Regions from separate parts of the Oryctolagus cuniculus genome. Here region 1 is linked to region 2. A link is a contact called in public Hi-C data. All regions are on one chromosome and are shown on one strand. Each heading gives the region's core, a stretch centred on a gene start, on an enhancer-like site or on the middle of the called end of the contact. The rest is flanking DNA. Distances are from core to core; before and after follow the strand shown.

The links. Hi-C and Micro-C count contacts between places; a contact is called where the count stands out from the background.
Region 1: a Hi-C map of liver shows a contact between it and region 2, with 11 times the contacts expected there. The contact joins two enhancer-like sites. A contact is called at or near these places in 5 of 6 Hi-C or Micro-C datasets (ear pinna, embryonic fibroblasts, liver and 2 more).

What each region holds. Positions count from the first base shown.
Region 1 is chr18:41,786,821-41,791,025 of mOryCun1.1, forward strand. It overlaps NDRG4 (NDRG family member 4), which reads left to right. Exons shown (of 16, transcript XM_070061974.1): 3 at 1,000-1,044. Among named protein-coding and RNA genes, the nearest start is that of SETD6, 15 kb to the right of the region's middle. Within about 2 kb of position 1,296, at least 2 of the 8 cell types and tissues checked have an H3K27ac peak or open chromatin away from gene starts, as enhancers often do.
Region 2 is chr18:41,678,227-41,682,395 of mOryCun1.1, forward strand. No RefSeq gene overlaps it. Among named protein-coding and RNA genes, the nearest start is that of GINS3, 24 kb to the right of the region's middle. Within about 2 kb of position 1,660, at least 1 of the 8 cell types and tissues checked has an H3K27ac peak or open chromatin away from gene starts, as enhancers often do.

The sequences.
Region 1 (4,205 bases), core at 46-2,545, 110 kb after region 2:
CGGGTGGGAAGAGCCCCCTTGTGACTCAGCTTCCCCACCCCTAAAGCGGGGGAGATAGTCATGCCCGCCCCACCCCCCTCCCCTGCTTCTGTCCTGGTGCCTTTGTTTGTGCCCACAGCTGGAGCTGCCCCCAGAGACACAGCTGGGGGGGTTGGGATTCCCAAGAAAGAGGCGCCGAACACCAGGGCGTCCAGACCAAAGCCTTGCCTGGGGGCCCTTGTTTGCAGTGCACAGAGACTCCGCCTGGCTGTGCCTGCAGCCAGGGGCCCAGTGTGTGTGCTTAGATGGGGTTGAAGGAACTGGGGCTCAGGGTCAGGGCCACTGGTGCCTGGGAGTGGTCGAGCTCCCAGCCTGGGCTCCAGGGTTGGGCTGGGTCACAGGGCTGTTGGCACACACCTGATTCTCCATCAGGACGCAGAGAGCTATGGGCGGGCGGACCCTGATGCTCAGGAGAAGAGGACGTGGGGGCAGAGTGTATGTGGAGTCAGAGATCCCACCACGTTCCAGCCTGCGACCCTGCCTCTCGGAGCCTCTTCTCACCGATGGGGAAGCCCATAGGCTCATCTGCCTACTACGTGATAGCCCGATGCCTGGCTCCTGGCCTCCCATCTTCTCTCTGGTAGACAGACAGGCAGAGCTCCATCCACTGGGTCACTCTCCAAATACCTGCCATAGCTGGGCTGAAGCTGAGAGCCAGAAACATAATTCGCATCTCCTACCTGGGCGGCAGGAACCCAACCACTACTGCCTCCCGAGGTCTGCACTAGCGGGAAGCTGGAGTCAGGAGCCGGAGCCAGGAACTGACCCCAGGTGCTCCAGCGTGGGATTCAGGCGTCTCAGCCCTGGGCTGAATGCCTGCTCCTTCTTGGCCGCTTTGGTTCACATTTGGATAGATCGGGGAACGGCGAGACTGCTTGAGGTGGAGACCCTGTGCCCTCCCAACCCCCCCGGGGCCAACTGGGGCCTAACCTGCCACCCCTTCTGTTTGCCTTCCCATAGGAGAATACCGACAACTTCCTCGCGACTGTGGACACAGACTGGAAGGTAGGTCAAGGCTGTGCCTCCTGAGATGTGGGACTGACAGCTGCCCTTTCCCTCCCTGGCCACGTCCCATAGTGGGGTCACAGCCCTTCTGTGTGCCCCAGCCTGGAGTGGCCGGGGCTGGGCACCTCCCACCCCCCAGGACCGCCCCCACTGCTCGCTGTAGCTCTGCCTGCCCCTCGCCGGAGGTGGGGGCCAGGCTCTGACTTCCTGGCAGGGAGGGGCGGGCCTGGGGGAGTGAGGATGGAGCAGGAGTGAGGGATGTTGTCATCTGAATCAGCGTTTTCCTCCAATGAAAGCCCAGTTGCTGCTCCAAAATAGCTCCTGTTTCCATGGCAGCAGTTGCCCAGACAACCATGGCCTCTTTAGTTAGGAGACCCGATTCTCTGTGCAAACCGAGCTCGATTCTCTGTGCAAACCGAGCTCGCTCCTGGTGGTTAGTCCCGCTCTTCAAGGTCTTGCTCGCTGAGCCGGCCGTTTCTCTCCTCGAGTCCAGCACTGACCATTCATTTCCAGGTCTCAGAAAACAGCTACGAGGAGGCACCACAGGGAGCCCCACTGGGTCCACGTCCCACTGGCCCTGCTGACCTCCCTTAGGGTCAGTCTCCAAGCCCCATGAGAGCACCGACCTTGAGATCTGGACTCAGGGGCGATGTGTAGGTGGGGCTGCCTGTGGCTTCTCCCCTAGAGGCCACAGTTCTGCAGCCAGGGCCTGGGGCCTGTGTGCTGATCCCTTGGTCACGCACAGCTTCAAGGACGCCCGCGGTGTGCTCGTGTCCAGCTCCCCAGGGAGAGTTGCCTGCAAACACCAGGGACTCTGGAGCTGGGCAGGGAAGGCTGGGACTTGCAGTGGGGAAGGAATGGGCCTCAGGCAGGGGATGGGAGGGATGTGGCGGGAGATGGTCGGAGCAGGTGCAACAAGGAGCTCTGGTCCTGTCTGCTCCAGACAAGGATGGGGTGAAATCCTGGAGCAGCCAGCCCCTACCTGGATCCTCTGGTCCCACAAGGCCAGGGGCAAGGGTGTTGGGGAGTGAGGGATGCAGGGACGCCTGGGGTCACAGAAGAGCCCCCCCCCAACGCAGGGACGCCCTGGGGTTGCAGAGGAGGCCCCCCCCCCGCTGCCCCTCTGAGTGCCCAGCTGCTTCTACCAGGCCTCCTGCTGGCCCCTGTGGGCAGCTGCCTGCCCCCAAGTTGCCAGACCCATGCCTGGGGCAGCTGCCCATGTGGCCCTACACCTGACCCAGGGCCGCACATGTAGAAACGCATCTTCCTGGCCACCCGTTAGACCCCTGGGGGCAGGGTTTTTTAGGGATTTTTTTTAGAAAAGCAGCCACAAGCACGGTGGTTTTCTGGGCCAGGGCATGCAGGGATGTTACCCCTGACGTGTGGTGCATGGGAGCAGGAGGGACCCTCGGGAACCAGACAGACCTGGGTCCAGGTTGGGTCCCTGCCACTGATGCGACTTCCAGCCACACGGCTCCACCGGCTGCACCACTGCTACAGTGAGGCCGGCAGCCCTGAGTGTGGGGGAGTGAAGGTGCCCACAGGCCCAGGTTGGGACACTCGGCTGACCGTGACAAGCGGCCACCAGATCCTGGGGCCGGAGCCAAGACTGCCTGGGTGTGTGTGTGACTCTGTTCTCTGTTCACTGCTGTGTGATGTCTGGCAGGTTACCCCATCTCTCTGTGCCTCCTTTACACCCCCCCCCTTTTTAAAGGATTTATTTGTTTATTTGAAAGCTAGAGGAGAACTACAATGGCCAGAGCTGGGCCAGGCAAAGCCAAGAACCTGGAGCTTCCTCCAGGTCTCCCACGTGGGTGCAGGGGCCCAGGCACTTGGGCCTCTTCCACTGCTTTCCCAGACACATTAGCAAGGAGCGGGATTGGAAATGGAGCAGCCGGGACCTGAACTGGTGCCCACGTGGGATGCCGGCACTGCAGGCTGCGGCGCCACAGCACCAGCCTTCTTTTAAAGTGGGTGTTACGAGGACGCAACAAGGAAACAAGTCCTAATGTGTTTGCTGATCACGTGACCCCAGGCTCCTTAGCAGTAGAGTGGGAAAGTCACCCAAGCCCTGAGGGCTCCCGTTCCCCGTCCTCTCGTGGTTCCCCGGGTCGTATTTGCCTGTGCAGTGGACGCCACCGTTGCTCGCATTTTCAGCTGTGGCAGCTCAGAGGGTGACCGACTTACTCAGGGTCACCCAGAGCCCTGCCTGGCACCAGGGATTGGTGAGCAAAACCTGAGTCCGTCTTGTCCGGCTGCAACAACTGAGGGACACTGTCAGGGGGGAGGGACACTTGTCGTCCCTCTCTTCCTCTCTCAGGGCCAAGGTCAGGTCTGGGATGGCTTATGCAGTTTTTTCCTCATTTGCATTGCAGCTCAGTGAGGAAGGCACAGTCACTGTTTTACGATGGGGGAAGCCGGGCACAGAGAGGCTGAGTGAACATTGCCCGTGGACCTCGCTGGTGGCAGACAGTGTAGGACCTGCCTGTGGATTTGCAGCCAGCGGGAAGGGCAGAAATGGGGCAGGCCATCAGCGCCTCTCCTGGGCACAGGGGTGGGCAGAGGCTCCTCAGAGGCCAGAGGCTCGGGTGGGGATCGTGGGGGAGCAGGAGCTAGGAGGCACGATGGGTGTGAAGCCATCTCCTCCTCCCCCTACCTCCCTGCACCCCAGAGGCCGCCTCTGTCGTCTGAGCCCTTCCTGGGCCCAAGCGTCTGCAGGAACAGGGAGCAGGGCTAGAAGAAAGGGCCAGGGACGTGCTGCGCACACGCCTCCGTGGGGTGGGGCAGGGAACGCTGTGGTGGCCCCAGGTGAGGACATGGCTGGAAGAGGGCACTGCAGCAGGCATGGGGCAGGTCACCAGTCCCCCGCTCGGGGAGCTCACCCCCTGCCCCGCGGCTGCCGGCTGGTGTGCAGGGCTGTCATCGTGGGCTGGGCCTGGCGGCGGCTTCCTTCACCAAGGAGACAGATTGGGGGCATGAGCGCCCAGCACCCTCCCCGGCTCTGTTCTGCGCCTGTGCTCTCTGCCCTGGGGCTCCCCACTCTGCTTCCCTCCCTGGCCTACTTACTCCTGGCTCCCTCTTCTCCTCGGCTCACTCTACCCACACGCCTGGGGCTGCCTCACCACCTGGACCCTGGTCGCCCAGGAGGGCAGCCCGGAGCC
Region 2 (4,169 bases), core at 410-2,909:
CACAGCAGAGAGCTGGATTGGAAGAGGAGCAGCCAGGACCAGAACCGGGGCCCATATGGGATGCCAGCACTCCAGGCCAGGGCTTTAACCCACTGCACCACAGTGCCAGCCCCAAGGGAATTTTAACATTAAATGATCCATAATCAGTCAATCAATCAATCCATCTCTGTAAAACCTCTTTACTCCTCTAATTCTCTTCCCTCCCCCACCATCACCTTGCCCTTGCCCTTGCCCTGAGGTCATCACCGCTATTAATAGTTTTGTGCATTTTGAGTTGAACGTTTTCCTAAGTATACTGCCATACAGTTTCTGAAAAGCAGAAATGGAATTGTGAGATACATCTTTGCCTGACAGTTATGTGTTCTTCCTTAAGAGTAGACCAGTCATTTTTGCTTTCCAGGCCAATGCATATAAATTTACTTTATTCTTTACATGACTGCATAATAGGGAAATAGGATTAGGGGAGGCAGAGTCTAGGACTAAGAACAGGACCTCTTTTGATGTTCTTCTAGACATAGAAGTAATTATTGAAAGTTTTTTTAATTCCCGTTGGTCAATAGGGTGTATTTGAATGCCATACCAAGCAGAGATGGGCATGAGGGACCCCAAGATTTTCTTGTATTACATTAGAGAAATTGCCAGTGCAGTGGGGTGGAAATAGACTCATGGAAGATGAGACAGATGTTACGTCTTACGTCCAACTAGGAAAGTATCTACAGACTAGCTCAGTATTTCAGGTGAGAAATGATCAATCCCCAGAGAAAAGGAGATAGATGTTTGCAATGTTTGGATTGTTGTATTGGGAGCAGCAAGTCATGGTGATTGGGTGGATGTGGAGGTTGAAGAGTGAGAGACATTTGAAGTAACATTTAGGTGTCTGTCTTGAGCAATAGGGAGACAAGAATACAGGAAGATAATGAATTTACTTTGGGGACTTGGTAAAGTTCAAGTGCCCATGGCTGTCTACTTGGGAGTATTTGACAGGAGACTGGATTATGGGTGTGAGCTCAGGAGGCATCAATCTGGGAGCGACCCATAAAATGGGACACACTGGAAGCCACTGCACCAGATAAGATAATTTCAAGAGAGTGTGTAGACTAGAAAGGGAAGGGAAAGTAAGGACAATATATCCCCACGGGAAAAGAGGAGTAAAAAGGTGGCCACCAAGAGACTAAATACTAATGGCTAAAAGCAAGGGAAGAATGCTATCCTGGGGTGCAAGAAGAGAGAAAATATTGAGAAGAATGGAGTTGCAAATAGCATCAATACTGCAGACAAGCCAGCACAGGCAAGATCTTTCTGGAAAGGCTGTAGGAGGTCATGGGTAAGTTCAGGGACATAGAAGGAGCTGAAGCCGGAGAGCAGGCTGAGGGGGCAGAGAAGTGCGCGTGGAGCAAGAGATGAGGGAGCAAGGGGAGACTGCAGCTTTGGGACATTTCACTCAAGGTGAAAGGAGAAAAATTAGGTGATAGTTAAGGTCATAGGGATAATTTTGCACTCATATCATTGTTATATATACAGATTAAAAAATCAAAGTTCAGAGAGTCCTCTTCAGTGTTATAAAATCCAACATGTCAAGTTAATGGAGCTTAGATAAGTGAGTCAGACCCTATTAGAGCATATGTCATTTGGGTTGTTATAGGTATACGGCCGTGACTCAGAAATGCTGACACAGAGCCACGTGTACTGTATAGTACTAAGCAGTGCTTATGCATTGTCAAACAGCAAGGTAAAAGATGGTGTGGTGGTGTATAAATACAGCTAGTAGAACCTCCCAGCACTGTGGAAATTGCATTTCACTGTGTGGAAACTTTGGGAACCTGCATTTGATTAGCAAATCCCTGGAGATCGTGAAAGCCAATTAGTAGATATGGAAAACCTACAGCTTTCTTTATAGCTAAGCTTCCACAGGGGAGAAAATGACTCAGAAAGGTATGAATTCAATTCTATAGGATATTTTTTCTGGCTCAAGTATTAATTTTTCTTTAAAAAGCAGATGGCAGGATGGTTTATTGTTAAGAGCACAGAGAATGAAATTTAAGTGACTTGAGTTTTGAATCCTAGATCAGCTCTAATGAGCTCTGAAGTCTTGAGTAAGTTTCTGATTTGCAAAGGGAGAAAAATATTAGTACCCACCGTGGAGGGTTGTCACACAGATGAAACATGACCATGCACGTGCAGGCCATGGCATGGTATAGAGCGCTGAGTTGGGGTTCAATGAGCATCAAAGGATCCCAGTAGGAAGAGAACTGCAGACACAAATGTTGAGGGCAGTAATGACTGGGGCTCAGCTGGAGAGATGTTGGGAGAAAACTGACGTGACATGAAGTAGAGAGGATAGGAGCAAGGCAGATGGATCTTTGTTGGAAAAAAAAAAAAACAGTAAAACAAGACTCCAATAGTATCCATGTGTATTTTGTATTTCTAAACAGCAGTTTAAGCCGCCATCCGCAGCGCCAGCATCCTATATGGGCACCAGTTCAAGTCCCTGGCCCTTAAGGTCATTTGGGGAGTAAACCAGTAGATGGAAGATCTCTCTGTCTTTCCCTCTCTCTGTAACTCTGACTTTCAAATACATATACATACAAATAATCTAAAAGAAAGTTCATAGGAGGAGCCAGCTTCGTTGTGGTGCAGCAGGTTTAAGCTGTGGCTTGCAATACCAGCATCTCATATCAGAGTACCACTTTGCAGTCCGGCTGCTCTGGGCTGCTCTGTTTCTAATCTGGCTTCCTGCCAATGCACCTGAAACGCAGTTGATGATATTCCAAGTACATGGGCCCCTGCCACCCACGTGGGAGACCAGGATGGCTCCTGGCTCCTGGCTCCTGGCTTTGGCCTAGTCCAACCCCAGCTATTGCAGCCATTTGGAGAATGAACCATCAGCCAGAAGATCTCTCTGTCTCTGTCTCGACCTGTATTTCTTTCTCTCCACCCTACCCCAGGTCACTCTGACTTTAAAATAAATAATTTTTTTAAAAAGTTCATGGGAAATGGAATTTTTAAAAGTTTAAAGCAAAAATTTTTTAAATTCATGCATAATTTTTTCATAATATATATTTTCAATGAACTTTTTGAAGATTCCTTGTATGCATGGATTTTGAAATTTTGGGGCACCCAAACTTATCTTTTAATTCACTTTCTCGATCTCTGCGAGTGAGATCCCAGTGGGAAGAATGGGCCATCAAAGAAGGAGGTACCTTTCTCTGAAGAGAGAAATTCCACTTTGACTATGATCTTGTCTAAATAAGATTGGCGAACTCAAGAGGCTTCCATAGCCTTGGCAACTCATGACAAGAGCCTAGGGTGATTACTGATGCCATAAACAAGAGTGTCAATTTGTTAAGTCAACAGCAGGAGTCACTGAGCGCTTACTCCCCATGTAGGATCTCTGTCCTTAATATGTTGTACAATGTGAATTAATACTATAACTAATACTCAAACAGTACTTTACACTTTGTGTTTCTGTGTGGGGCAAACTGTTGAAATCTTTACTTAATATATACTAAATTGATCTTCTGTATATAAAGATAATTGAAAATGAATCTTGATGTGAATGGGATGGGAGAGGGAGAGGGAGCGGGAAATGGGAGGGTTGCGGGTGGGAGGGAAGTTATGGGAGGGGGGAACCACAGTAATCCAAAAGCTGTACTTTGGAAATTTATATTTATTAAATAAAAGTTAAAATTAAAAAAAAATCACTCTCATGAACTCACCGAAGTCTTGTGTTATATATCTGTACACGCACACATTTATGTATATATACACTACTTGTTCTCACCAAAGTCTTTCTGATGCTTTCCTAAACCTATGCCAGCAGTGTTATTTGAGCCGCTGTATTTATCAGTATCGAGTGACAGAAACCCATTCAAGAAGTGTGTGCCAAAGTTGAAGATACTGACTCACCTTGCTGAGAACTGAAGGGTGGCTTTGTCGTAGCTACATCAGGTACCTTAAAGGGGACTCAGTCTCAGTCCCCTCACCTCTGAGCCCTGCTCACCTCAGCGGGCTCCAGGCTGAGGCAGGCCTGCTTGGGCAGGTGCTCCCCTGCAGGTGGCCAGAGCTGAGAACTGACCATCACCACAGCCCCCTCTGGAAGAGCAGGCTCCTGGCCCCAGGATGGGTCTGTCTGGCTGGGTCACATTGCCGTCTCTTTACCTTCATCACTG